Regions from separate parts of the Xenopus laevis genome. Here region 2 is linked to region 1. Evidence: chromatin contacts called from public Hi-C data. All regions are on one chromosome and are shown on one strand. The core of a region is the stretch at or near the end of the contact, and the rest is flanking DNA. Distances in the headings are between cores, read along the strand shown.

Region 1 (7,159 bases), core at 3,022-5,521:
TGTGGACACAATTGAATTGGATTGGCCAACGAGAAAATCCACTGCAATGTCCAAAAATGTGAATTGCAGGAGATCTTAATACATTTGTACTGCCCACAAGTGGAGATTATGTAGTAGCTGTTCCAGGCCTTTGGCTGAGTTTTTTGTAACAGCTACGGGCAGATGTTAAAAAACACTATTACTGTATAATTATAAAAGAACTACAACTCTCAGCCGTGTTAGCTAGTGTTAAGGCGGGACTTGCATTTTCCTGAATACCCATAATAATTTCCCTCTATATTCTTATAATCTCATGCAAGTTCAGACCAAAGAATTTTCTACCATCCCAACTCTCTGTATATGTTATTAAGGTGGTTACTAATGTTGAGGCCCAGTATTTGACCGGTTCCCTTCAAATTCCTCCCCTCCCTCTATATAGCTGTAACACAGACGGTGCTTGCTACAGATTACATCAGCAGAGTTCCATCTGTTGAAGAAAAGTTGCCAAGTGGTCCAAAAGTCAAAAGCAGCTGACTCTCATTCTATGTAATAGGATACATTCAGCTACTTAATTCCAAGGCCCTTCTCTATGTACTGAATGGGAAATCTACCCCTTAACTGTACAGAATGTAGGAGTTCCTATAAAAGTAGTATAGTGTGTGCATGGAAGAATTAGTACTTACAATAGCCTTCTAAATGAGTGACGTCACAAGAGCGGTGATGTCACAATCAAGTCTCTGCTTTACCAGGTTATTATACATATAATATAGGACATTGTGGGGGGGGGAAGAGAAAAACCCAACAATTTTTTTTTTAAGTTGATTTTTATTTTCTGAAGCTTATTCCAAACAGCTTGCTATGTTAAGTCACTATATCATTATGGGGGGTTGGCCCCCAATGTGAATAGTTTCATCTTAAGCAAAGCAAGCTTTACAATAAACGAATGATGAGTTTTTTTTTTTCAGACCAGCATGTTATAATATCTTTAAGAGAATCAATATAGAAACAGCAGACTGCTTCTGTGTTACTAGGAAAGACCAAGATCCTGCTGCTGCTATTACAACAGGACACCAGGAGCAGCCAGCAGGTTAGAGGTTTCCACATGACAAGGATACAGGGTATGGGGATATTAAGTACTTTTAGTATTTTCTTTTTTAAATTACATGTTGGTCAGTGCCTTCTTCATCAGTTCTTCAGAAACTGGTACAACTAGCTCCAATACAGAATTATTCAAATGAAACTTGAAAGATTAAATGTTTTTTTTCTTCTTAAAATAAAAGTTCATTAAATGCGTTCATGGTACGAATTAGCAAAAACGTTTTTGCTTTTTTTTTTTGCGCCATAGCGGTTAGAAGTGAATACAATAATTTCTATAATGTTCTATCAATGATATTATAGACGAGTCAGCGATGATATATATATTTAAGCTATTCAGAGCCAAACTTCAGGAATTTGTTTATAAGAAAAATAAATGTTTTAAATACAAAAGGTTGTAAAAACAATAATAACAAACAAACAAACAAAAAGTTGGCAAATATACCCCCTCAAGCAAGAAAAAAAAAAAAAAAAAACAAAGTCCCATAATACCCAAATCCCAGTATTGAGGCAGTTTTAAGGTGCTGGCAGAATCGGTTTGAGACCATGCCAAGGTTGTGTAGTTGTGAAATCATCTGCATGCAGTTGTCCATGTTCTACAAATTCAGTTTTGTAGTCGGTCTCGAGGAAGAGACAACCTTGATATAGACTGTCACAGTTTATATAAAGTGTTAAATAAGAGTTTGTGAATTAGACAAAGTTCCTCAGCTGTTGGAGTCTCTGTTTTAACTGCTCTTTCCTGTACTTTAACTGTTCTGTTTCCCGTATGAGCCGCCGTTCGTCCTCCTGCAGAGAAATGGCGTATTCCGTTGCCTTTTTGAGGATGACTACTTTGGGGGCCTTCTCGTTGCTCGCCACCTCCGGTACCTGATCGCGCAAGGCAAAAAAACTCAACTTGAGCTCGTTCCGCCTCTGGCGCTCCAGAACGTTGTGCGTCTTCCTCTTGTCGTTCTCTTCGGAATCCGAGGACCTGGGACTGGCGCACTTGCTGTTGTTGCTGATCTGTTTGAGGACCCGGATGTTGCTTTCTAGTTTCGCCCTTTTGGAAGAAACATAGTCCACTTTGGTCGAGGGAGACGCCGCGTAGTTGTGTTGGTGAATGGGAACGTGACACCGCTTCAGAACTAAAGGGCTGTAGTGGGGTCGGGAGGGCTGCGAATGAGAACTGGATTCCACCCGCTTGGATGCCGACTGCCTTTTTTCTACTGTGACAACGTCAATCTCCTCTTCCTCGTCGCAGTCTTCATCCTCATCTTCTGGTTCCTCTTCTGAAAAAGAGAAATTAAAAAATAAATAAATATAACTGCAGGTTTCTATAAAAGAAAGAAAGCAGCAGATCTGGGAGGAGCATTACGTTATATTTCTCATACATTGTTTAATATGAGGCTTCACACTGCAGTGTTAATTAAAGAAAGAAGAAAAAAAAAAAAAAAAAGGGGGGGGCAGGAGAGTGGTTCTTAGAAAGCATTCGGTGTCTGCCTACCCATAGAATCCTGCTTGAACCTCTCTCTCCTGACTAGCAGAGCCCCACCCACCTACTGCTGCAATGCTGCAGATCTGCCGGCATTTCACCGAGATAAGGACAACTTTCACTGAGCTATGACAGTTTGTTAAAGGGAGGGGTGTGGGACCTGACAGTATAACACATGCAACTCACTAAAGCTGCCGGGTCGTTTGCCAGCAAGGCAGGGAGAGGCAACACAGCAATTAGGGGGAAATAAAACGGGGGGAGAAAAAAAAAAAATTCGGTATAAAAACCATCAGCTTACCAGATTCACTGCTGCTGCTGTTACTGCTGATGGGCGGTGTTTCCAAAATGAGATCTTGGCAAGGAGAGCTGGCGTTGGAAATGCTGTCGTTCAGTGGGTATGGGAAGACCACTGAAGGGTCAACACAATCCGAGCTGGGGTCCTGGAGAAAACCATGGCTGCTCCTGTGGGTCCCTCCCAGACTCAGGCTCCCATGACACGAGGGAGACTTAAGCGGGCTCGGTGGTGGTTGACTCTGACACGGAGAAGAAGAAGACAGAGCACTCTCTTTCCTAGAAGCCTGGTAGGACGCCAGCTTCTCAGACACCACTTTCTCCAGCTTGGCCGCAGCCGAAAATCCACTCCACATACAGTCCTGTATGACGATGGACTTCAGCAAGGCTTCGTCATCCGCCTCGCAGATAAAGCTCTGGTTGACCATGTCCCCTCCCAGGAATTCGGTCACCATCTCCAGCTGATCAGCCGTGGAGGGGAAAAGGCTGGACTGGCTGGATCTGCGGCTGGGTGACAAGGGCGGGGTGGGGAGCAGCTCAAACTTCTTCCAGATGTCCTCACTGGGGGCCGGCGGCTGCAGTCGGCTTTGCTGGTGGTAGAAGTTCTCCTCCTCCAGAAAGAAGAAGCAGGGCTGCAAGTCATAATCGTAGTCGTAGTTCTTGCTGGGAAAATTGGCATTAAGAGGCATCTTTCCTGCCATGCGATTGGTCTCCTGCAAGAAGAACAGAGCCGGCATTATACAAACGCTCTAACACAAGAGGGAGGGCACACACACACACACTCAGGCGCAACGACTATTACACATGGTTTAAATACCTTCCCTGCCGAGACCTTTAAACCCATAACCTGTGGCTCTCCCGGCTGCTCCTGAACTACAGTTTGTGAGCCGGGCCACTTGTAGTCCACCGGCAGCCGGGAGAGCCACTGGTCCTACGTGACTGGGGATTCTGGGAATTGTAGTAGAAGACAAAAAACTGCTGCCATTAAAAAATGATCAAAATCTGAACTCCATGAGCTAAATATTAGGGACATACCATTCCTACAGCGTGGGGGGGCAGGGTGAGAGTAAATGATAAAGGGGACAGGGAGATCCCCCCCCTATTTAAGGGGCTGAAAGTCCAACAGGCAAAGCTGCAGCTGTCAGTGCGATTAAAAGGTTAAGAGTTAAAGTGTCAGACACAAGATCCAGTGGGGACGAGGCTAAATGCCCTTCCCTGAGGGGGGAATCGACATGGCAGCCCCACCAACAGCTCCTCGTCTCCTGCCAGTAAAAAGCAGGGGGAGAAGACTCCATAGAAAGTAAAGAAGAACAAATCCAGGCGCAGCCGATCCCTCACAGAAGAAGCCGCTTCCTTACCCGTCTAATCCCGGGATAATACGAGTCCAATATTCCTTTGGTCGCGTTTATAAATCCACAGGCTGCCTCTCCCTTGTCTCAATAGCGTTGTCTTTCCCACTACTACTCCCTCCTCCTGCCGCAGCAGCTGCACCACACACTTTCCTGCTCGCTCCCCGCACACAGACTGGCACAGAAAAAGCTCCGACTGAGCCTTATATAGCGCCGGTCTCCCGCCAAATCGCGCACTCCTACACTGAGGCTTCTTTTCTCTATGGAGCTGAGGCAAGGGGCGGGGCTAAGGGGGCGGGCCTCACGCTCATCTGTCCTTCCAACTCCGTGTGTGGCTCGTACTAGTATCACTGAGGTACAGGGGAGGGCTGAGCTCACAACTGAGTCCTTTTAACTCTTCCACTGACATTTAACTCTTTCAGCGTCACTTCACACGTCTTGTCGAGGGAGGATGTGAAGCTCTTTCCACAATGCAAAGCCCTTTTCTTCTCAATAGAAATAGCCACACTAGCCTGGCACCCCCCCGCCTCTTTAACAATTCAGTGCGCCGCCCGCTGCTTGGAATCTACTATGTTACCCGGAGAGGGGGGGTTTATAGGGACAACTGACAGGGACTGGATCATGTATGTTAAAGGGGCTGCTCACCTTCAAATTAACTTTTAATATGATGTAGAGAATTATATTCTGAGTCCATTTGCAGTTGGTTTTCATTATTTGTAGTTTTTCACTTTTTTTTTATTCAGCATCTGTTCGGCAATCTGGTTGCTAGGGTCCAAATTCCCCTAGCAACCAGGCATTGATTTGAATAAGGGACTGCAATATGAATAGGAGAGGCCTGAACAGAAATAAAGAGCAGCATTAACAATAAATGTGTAGCTTTACAGAACTTTGTGCTTATAGATGGGGGTCAGTGACCCCTATTAAAAGCTAGTACGATGAATAAGCCAAATCATTAAAATTCTACAAAAAAAAAAAAATTAACGCCAATTGGAAATGTGCTCAGCATTGGCCATTCTAGAACACACTACAAGTTAACTTAAAACGGCGAAGAAGACAACGGAACGGGCAAATAAACATGATTCTAAGCAGCTTCCCAGTAGCCATTCATTATACGCACTACGCTTTAATAGAAATGCATGTACATCGGAAAGCTGCTTAGAATCGTATTAGAAAACAAAACTTTTTTTTTTGGGGTGCAGTTCCCCTTTAACCGACCCAGAACTTTAAAATTTCCTAGAAATTGAGCATTAACTGCTTTTTTTTGTGGCACAGGGAAGGCAAACATAACCAGGTGTGATTGGCTGCTGAGACTGGGGCAAGTGGAAGCCACAATGGGAACAGACGACTGACTGTCAGTTTGGGGAGAGATGGCAGATAGGACACTCAGAGGCTTGTAGTAAGAGCTGGAGGTCAATAAGGAAGGTGCAGTCAGTCAGTATAAAGGGGCCACTGGTCCACCCTTTGGGGCCACAGAGAGGGAGAGAGTTATCAGCTGAATGTGCTTTGTCAGTGGCTGAACTTTCACTGGATTCTCAGCACAGAGCAGTCCAATGGCATTTCTAAGAAACACAGCGAGGAGGTGCCAGATAAACGCTTTCTGCAGCCGCCACTTTCTCTCTTACTCTGCAACTGTCACACCTTAACCCTTTCCTACCCCCCCCAGTGCCCAGCCTCCCAGGTTACTGGAGGGAACAAATATATATATTAAAATAATGGGAACACAAACAGGGGAACTCAATCGCTTCTAATGTGCACTTGGTCCCTAAGGTGTTCTAGTAGTAGTGGGGGGTAAGGATTAGGGCTTCTAATGGGTGAAAGGCTTAGATCAGGCCAGTAGGTTCCTTCCATAGGAATACATATAATATTATACATCATCAGTCCCTGGCCCAGAAGAGCTTACACTCTAAGGTTCCTATGCCATTTACAATAATCGATTAGACCAGGAGCCAATTAACCTTCTCATTTCCATCTGACCGTCTATATGTATGCAACCGGCTCTGCAGAATCTGATTATTATAAAGAACTGTTCTGTGCTGCTGTGACTTAAGTAAACGTTACCGGGACCCCACAGCAGACTCATTTTAGGGCCCCTCTAGGACATATTATTTAGGAGGGGACCCCCTTTACCCCCTGACCCCCCACCCTGGCAGTCACAAGTTCAGGTTCCCCTATAGTTACACCTCTGCTGACTCAGGACATGACAAGGGGTTACATTTAATGATTCATTAATATTCATTAAGTTAATGATTCTCCCGTTACGCTTCGATGAAAAATGTGCGAATTTCCCGTGGAATGGTGAAAAATTAGCGAAACTCGAATTTTGACACCTGCGTCAATTTTGGCGTTAAAGTCAAGGGGCGTCCGAACTGTGTTGTCGCGACTTTTTCTGACGCCCGTCAGTTTGTGTTTTTTTGACTCCTGTGAATTTTCCCAAATTTATTTGCCGGCGAAACGCTGAAATTCTCCGCAAATTCGCGCCTGGTGAATTTATCCCCGCCCGTCGCTATTAATGAACAGCTTTAATAGTAAAACATTCATTCATGCGCCTTTAATTCATCTACAGGAAAGGAAATGGCTCAAACCGCAACACTTATTTCTTCTGCTTTTAAAAAGGGGATATACGAGTGCGAGTTACCTAAATACACGTTTATTTATACATATATATATATATATTTATATATAGATCTCCCAGGGCTTCATTCAACAGAGTGAGCTAGAACTGGAGCAGTGTCTGTTGCTATTTATTTTCCTGGAGGCTTGATATGTGTATATATAAATATAAATATATAGAGAGGGAGATGCAACTGCTCAGACACCCTGGGAGGAGAAATACTTGACTATGTAAAAAAGAAACCTCACTGTGTTTCCTCTGGTGAAACAGTTGCAGCTTCAGTGAATCAACAGCGCCCTCTAGTGATGGAACAAAAAACGTTGGGGGTTGGGTAGGGCGACACTGATACTCTTGTGAGTATTG
Region 2 (7,159 bases), core at 1,210-3,709, 160 kb before region 1:
TATACACATTTGCAGACCAGACTCTATTTAAGTGATGATGTCACAAGAGAAGATAAAGTCCATGCAGACCCAGACCTAAATTACACTCATATCTATAACGTTACAACTATAAATACCAGTGCTTGACTATCTTACACTACTCTGGGCTCATGAATAATTATATACACATTTGCAGACCAGACTCTATTTCAGTGATGATGTCACAATGGAAGTTAAAATCCCTGCAGCACTTTCAGGCAGGCCCAAATCTAAATGACACTAATATTTCTAGCACTACAGGCACAAATAGCAGTTCTTGACCAGTTATACAACAGAAGAGAAATTCTTGTGGGCATTCTACACCAGCCTCACACAGAGGAAGAAGGCAATGAAACATTTTTGGAATACCTTCCCAGTCCCTGACCTAAAATTCCACATGCCTCCTTGGGAACTCGCATTAAACATGAAAAAAAATCACTTTGTACAACAGCGACTACTGTACTGCAAATGTCCTTTTGATTCTCTACTGGCGGCACTGGAAACCTTCCAAGTATTTACAACTTAACTTTATGACTTCAGAGCTCCTTTCTTATGTAACTTGTGCAGAGTTTCTTCCAACTTCAGCCGCCCACATCACTGATCAGCCAATGAGCTGCTTGCATTTATCAGACTGTCTTTGGAAACCAAACCTTTGGTTGCTAAGGGTTACTAGACTCGGTACATTACACAGATATTAGATTTTAAAGGGGTGGTTCACTTTAAGTTAACTTGTGCTGTGTTATAGAATGGCCAATTCTAAGAATTTTTTATAGTTTTTTAACTATTTTATAGTTTTTTAATTATTTACCCCATCTAAAAAACAAAAGCTCTGTAAGGCTACAAATGTATTGTTATTGCTACTTTTTATCACTCACCTTTCTATTCAGGCCTCTCCTATTCATATTCCAGTCTCTTATTCAAATCAATGCATGGTTGCTAGGGGAATTTGGCCCTTAGCAACAAGATTGCTTTAATTGCAAACTGGATAGCTGCTGAATAAAAAGCTAAATAACGCAAAAACCACAGATAATAAAACATGAAAACCAATTGCAAATTGTCTCAGAATATCACTCTCTATGTCATACTAAGGGGCAGATTTATCAAAAGTCGAGGTTAATTTTCGAATGTAAGAAATAAAAATTTCGAGCTATTTTTTGAGTACTTCGACTAGGGAATTGTCCAAATTCTAATTGAAAATTCAAATAACTAAATTTGTCATGTACTGTCTCTTTTAAAATGCGTCTTCGACCATTTGCCATCTAAAACCTGATGAATTGCTGTTTTAGCCTATGGGGGACCTCCTAGAACCTATTTGGAGTCAATTGGGAAAAACTTTGAATCGAATTCGATCAATGGAGATATTCCTTTGATTCGTATGATTCGAATTCGGCCAAATACGGACCTATTTGAACGAAAACGGACCTATTCGACCAAAAAAAAACTTTGACTTAATTTCAGTGGGTCCTTTTGAATTTGAATTTCGAAGTTTTTTTTCAATTTGAAATTCGACCCTTGATAAATATGCCGCTAAAAGTTAACTCAAAAGTTGGAGGCTAATGCAATTAATCATGAAAAAATGCTATTTTTCTTTATGACCACTAGGGCTGCTCTTACTATTTTAATTATCCTATATTTATTAGGGATGCACCGAATCCAGGATTCGGCCTTTTTCAGCAGGATTCGGATTCGGCCGAATCCTTCTGCCCGGCCGAACCGAATCCAAATCCGAATTTACATATGCAAATAAGGGGTGGGGAGGAAAATCGCGTGACTTTTTGATACAACAGAAGGAAGTAAACATTTTTTCCCCTTCCAACCACTAATTTGCATATGCAGATTAGGGTTCGGATTCGGTTCGGTATTCAGCCGAATCTTTCACAAAGTATTCGGGGGTTGGCCGAATCCAAAAGAGTGGATTCGGTGCATCCCTAATATTTATATAGTGCCCAATAGGGTGTAAATAATAAATTAATGACTTTAAGCGTAGAGACACATGCTGCCCACGCCCAGCAACAAATTGTTTCTTCTTCGGGCGACTACTCTCCCCAAACTGCGAACTAGAATGTAAATCGCCAGCGGGATGATCGATTCGGCTTTCCGAAGACGTTTCGTCCTGAGGCAACTTTGTGCGACTTCGGAAAACAAATAGTTCCCGAGTGCCATCCGGCTGGCGATTTACATTCTAGTTTGCAGTTCGGGGAGATTATTCGTCCGAAGAAGAAGTGGTTTGTAGCTGGGCGACTAATCTCCCGAAATAGCAGCCTGTGCCCTTACCCTAACACTCCACACTGACTGCCAGTTCTTTTATGTAAAGCATTTGCTACAAAGAGCAGAGAAGTTTCTATTGAAAGGCTAAACAATACTTTCATTAAAGGAGGCCCCTAGATATATGACCCTGTCCCCCATACGCTTCATTGATATGCTAAACAATGCACTTAATCATGAAGATCTGTCGGCCGCTCATTCACTGAAACGCAAAGCTCCCTCTTGAATGGACAAAGTGCTTTCTGTCAGTTTTAGTCATTTAAGTGTGTTGTCCACAAAGGAACCGCCTTTCAGCGTAACTGATATCAGTCACCAACGGCAATACCTAATGCTGGTGAAAGAGCCGCCAGCTGTTTTGATTTCAGAAAAGCAGTGGCAATGGGGATCATTTGGCTAAATTCTCTGTATAAATAACCTCCAGTGCTGCCATGGGTGTTGTTCACCTTGAAATTAACGTTTAGTATGATGTAGAGAGGGATATTCTGAGACAATTTGCAATTGGTTTTCATTTTTTATTATTTGTGGTTTTTGAGTTATTTGGCTTTTTATTCAGCAGCTCTCCAGTTTGCAATTTCACCAATCCGGTTGCTAGATTCCAAATTCCCCTAGCAACCATCCGCTGATTTAAATAAGAGACTGGAATATGAATAGGAGAGGCCTGAATTGAAAGACGAGTAATAAAAAGTAGCAATAGCAATAAACGTGCAGCTTTATGGAGCATTTGTTTTTTAGATGGAGTCAGTGACCCCCATTTGAAAGCTGGAAAGAGTCAGAAGAAGAAGGAAAATAATTTAAAAAAAACCTATAAAAAATAAAGGCCAATTGAAATGTTGCTTAGAATTAACCATTCTATTACATACTTAAAAATTTAAAGGTGAACAACCCCATAATGCGTTTCAACTAGTTTTTAGTTCTTTAGCTTTTTATTCAGCAGCAATTTCAGCAATCTGGTTTCTAGGGTCCAAATTACCCTAGCAACCTTCAAAAGACGAGTAATAAAAATGTATTTAGAAGCAAACAAAAAAGGGCTTCCAAGTCGCCCTCACACAAAAGACAAAGGGGTATAAATTGAAGGAACAGTCTGATGATAAATGCTCTATACTGTATGCTAAACATGTTATGTGTCTTATTATAATACTGTACCCCTTACCCCCCTTTTTCTTCTGTACCCCATATAACCTTGAAAACTCTAAAAAATAAAGACTTACAAAAAAAAAAGTAGCATTAACTATACATGTGTAGCCTTACAGAGCATTTGTTTTTAGATGGGGTCAGCGACCCCCATTTGAAAGCTGGAAAGAGTCAGAAGAAGAAGGCAAATAATTAAAAAACTATAAAAAAAATGAAGGCCAATTGAAAAGATGCTTAGAATTAACCAGTTAACTTAAAGGTGAACCCCCTCTTTAACGCTGCCCGTTCATGAGAATACCACACCTACAGATGTACAGGACTAACCCATTTTTGGGCACCAGTCACAACCCACCCCCCATTCTTAGAAAAATTTTAAATACTTAGTAGGAACACCCAAAAGGGTGTTGTCAATCATTCCAAAGAAGCCAACAGAGCCAAGGCATTCCCGGGTTTATTTGTAAATCCTGATTTAGGATTGGTCTCCCCGGGCTCGTGTATGTCACATCTAATTTATAAAACACGTTGCCAATCGCTATAATAGTTTAGCTCCCAGGTATATTCAGGATACGGGCCCTTCCCGTTAAAGAAAAGCGTGAGAAAGGGCGGTGACCTGCATCGAGAGCCAACTGCGTAGGTGTCGCCGGTATGAAAGTTGACTTTCATCGATGGAAAGGGAAAGTGTTAATGAATATCCCTGGCTCATCATCAATGAATCTCGTTTGACTGATGCCAGACAAGCTACTTTCTCACACACTACTAGAAGAAAGTAGCTGAGGATGCTGTGTTTGGCTCCAGGACCAGTCCCGTTTTTGGACCATCACATTGGTGACCTGGACAAAACAAGGAGATCTTCCTATAGGTACAAGTCCACTGCAGTTGTCTATATTGTTTCCTATCAGAGGACATTATCTAGCTGGCAGCTACAGCTGACAGTTACAAACACAGCCATGACCTTTGCATTATGAAGTGCTAGTGTTTCCCAGCTGACAGTTACTCTAGGTCGGCAGTTCCCATGCTCAGAATGGACACATCTACTCGAAACACCATTAACGCATCTGCTAAAATGACCATTACATAAACTAACCACAAATGACTATCCCATAGACGGCCGCAGGATAATAGATCCCATAATTCACAAACGTTCTTTTTATTTTGTAGTTACTTCTATTTGGAGACATGTAATGGCGTATTAGTGACTGGCCCAACTGAAGACTTGTATGATGAGACCCTATACTAATAGTATAATGCCTCCGTCACGGATTTTGCTTGTTTTACAAACTTATTTACTGACAAGTCAGTGATTTGGAATGTTCAAGTGACAATCAGTATGTGAAGAAGATGAATTAATATCCCAGAGATCACAAGGAAAACGTATTGCACTCTACAAACTCTTTTAGGCATGCATTGTGCAGTTTAGATTGAGGTTGCTGTGCTATTCAACCGGTTAAGAAATCTAATATGAAGCTCCTTCAGACATCTGTAGAAGACTTGGAGATGACTGGACTACCAGTAGACTATATGAGGGACTTTATGGACCATTGTCATGATTAATTGTTTGGTTATAGCTTGGCTGGAGTCCATATCCATGTGCTATCCAGCCAGTTAAGAAATCTCCTAATATGAAGCTTCTACAAACATCTGTAGAAGACTTGGCGATGACTGGACTACCAGTAGACTAGATGAGGGTGTTTATGGACCATTGTCATGATTAATTGGTTGGTTATAGCTTGGCTGGAGTCCATATCATGATAACTCCAGGAGATGGTTCCATGATGACTTTGCTGAGATGGTAATGCATAGTAACCACTCACTATTAAAGGCAGTAGGCATGTGGCATAACAATAACAGGCCAAGCTCTAAGATGGTAGCAGGCAAAGCAGAGCACAATTAACGGGCCAAGGTCAGAACCAGGGATAGCATCAGAGACAAGGGAATCAGAGAGGGCCTCAGGAACACAGCAGGAAACAGATATGGATTTAAGAAGTCAAGAATATGGCAGAGACTCAAGACTCAAGAATAAGGCAGGAACCAGGCAGGGATTCAATAATTCGAGAATATGGAGGAACTCAAGATTCGAGAATAAGGCAGGAACCAGGCAGGGATTCAAGAACTCAAGAATATAGTAGAAACTCAAGACTTAAGAATAAGGCAGGAACCAGGCAGGGATTCAAGAACTCAATAAATATGGTGGGAACTTAAAGGGCATGTAAAGTCTAAAATAGAATAAGGCTACAAATGCTGTATTTTGTATACTAAATATAAACAGTAACGTAACTAGAGGGGGGCAGGCCCTGGTGCGTGACGCGCAGCCGGGCCACCCGCCCTCCCTCCGTACGAAATTTTCTGTCCGCATTTTAGTGGTGCGCGGGCTGCTGGGGGGCCCTGAGAGGGTGCGGGCCCTGGCCTGCTCGCACCCCCTGCTGTGATGTGTTGGATAAGTATCCAAAAGAGTTCATGTTGCCTTCAGCACTCTTAGATCCAGCTTAGAAAATCCAACTATAGTTAATACCCTGAGAAATGATATTGGATAGGTAGAGTCTTATCTGTGTGCTAGCCCCCCCTCTAAAACAGGCACCGAACTGGTATTGAAATAAAAAGGACTGTCCCTTTAAACAATACCTGGTAAATCAAAAGTGAGTTGAAGACTTTCGAGAGCCAATGGGACGGCGGTGTCATTTATTTGTTTATATGAAGAGGCAAGACCCAACAGAGAGCTCTGGCTCAATGAGTCACTTTACTTGTAGGCAGTTGAGCCATGAACTGATCTAGCAGCTTCACTTGCACCTATAAGCCTCTTGCATAACCTGAAGGATTATTAAACAAGGACAGCATTCCTGTGGGAAATGAAAAGGAAACGCCAATCCACTTCAGCCAAGGACTGGAGGCTTTTTTTTTTTATTTTTTAATTTGGTGGTGGAGGGGAGGGAGTGTGAGCTGCCAAGCCAAGCAGCTCACTGACTCATTAAGCACACTGATCCTGCGGCTCACAAGCTATTTCCCATGACTTTCGTACTTGCTGAGTGACGTGTTGCCAGGTAGGGCAATATTTACACATTCATACAAATCCGTGTGAGATCTCAAGGAAGAATTTACAGAGTTATTCTACTGTTAAAGAATAATGGGGATTGATTAGAAAACCGCATGGGCTGCGTAACGTTACAAATATGCAAAGTTGGCAGGCGGATCAGGTGGCGGGAAAAGAACTGGGAAGTTGGGCTCGGCCTGTGTGATCCTGGCACTGTCTTTAACCATTTGTTCCCAGTCATTGTCTCAGCAAATGGGGCACCTGGTTGGGGTCTTAGGTTCGATTCTAGCAAGGGTAACGTCTGCATGGGGTCGTGTATTCTTCCCACATTCCAAAAACATACAGGCAGGTTCATTGGCTCCTGCACCCTAGAGAGCTTCATTGGGTTCAGCCAAATACCCCCCTCCTCCGCAGGCCGTTGCTCCAGGCTCAGGTGCAGTTTTGAACTCCTTAGGGCAGGGGCACACGGGCAGATTCGGGGAGATTTAGTCACCTGGAGACTAATCGCCTCTTCTGCAGGGTGACAATCTCCCCGAACTGCCTTCCACCTGCTATAATGAGAAAAGGCCAGTGCAATGGCACTCGCGTCACTTCGATTTGCCTCTTGAGGAAACTTCGGGCAACTTCGGAAATCGAAGCGCCGCGAGTGCATTTGCGCAGGCGATTTTTCATTTTAAGGGGAAGGCAGTTCCGAAGAAGAGGCGATTAGTCGCCAGGCGA

Evidence for each region. Hi-C and Micro-C count contacts between places; a contact is called where the count stands out from the background.
Region 2: a Hi-C map of the XTC cell line shows a contact between it and region 1, with 6 times the contacts expected there. The contact joins the enhancer-like site here to the promoter of myc.S in region 1. A contact is called at or near these places in 2 of 4 Hi-C or Micro-C datasets (the XL177 cell line and the XTC cell line).

What each region holds. Positions count from the first base shown.
Region 1 is chr6S:127,341,421-127,348,579 of Xenopus_laevis_v10.1, reverse strand. It overlaps myc.S (MYC proto-oncogene, bHLH transcription factor S homeolog), which reads right to left and starts at 4,271. Exons shown (of 3, transcript NM_001085896.1): 1 at 4,195-4,271; 2 at 2,844-3,549; 3 at 785-2,342. The coding sequence starts at 3,525. The coding sequence ends at 1,765.
Region 2 is chr6S:127,500,816-127,507,974 of Xenopus_laevis_v10.1, reverse strand. All of the region lies in intron 3 of LOC108695380 (a long non-coding RNA gene), which reads right to left. Among protein-coding and RNA genes, the nearest start is that of LOC108695380, 120 kb to the right of the region's middle. Within about 2 kb of position 2,459, at least 1 of the 7 cell types and tissues checked has an H3K27ac peak or open chromatin away from gene starts, as enhancers often do.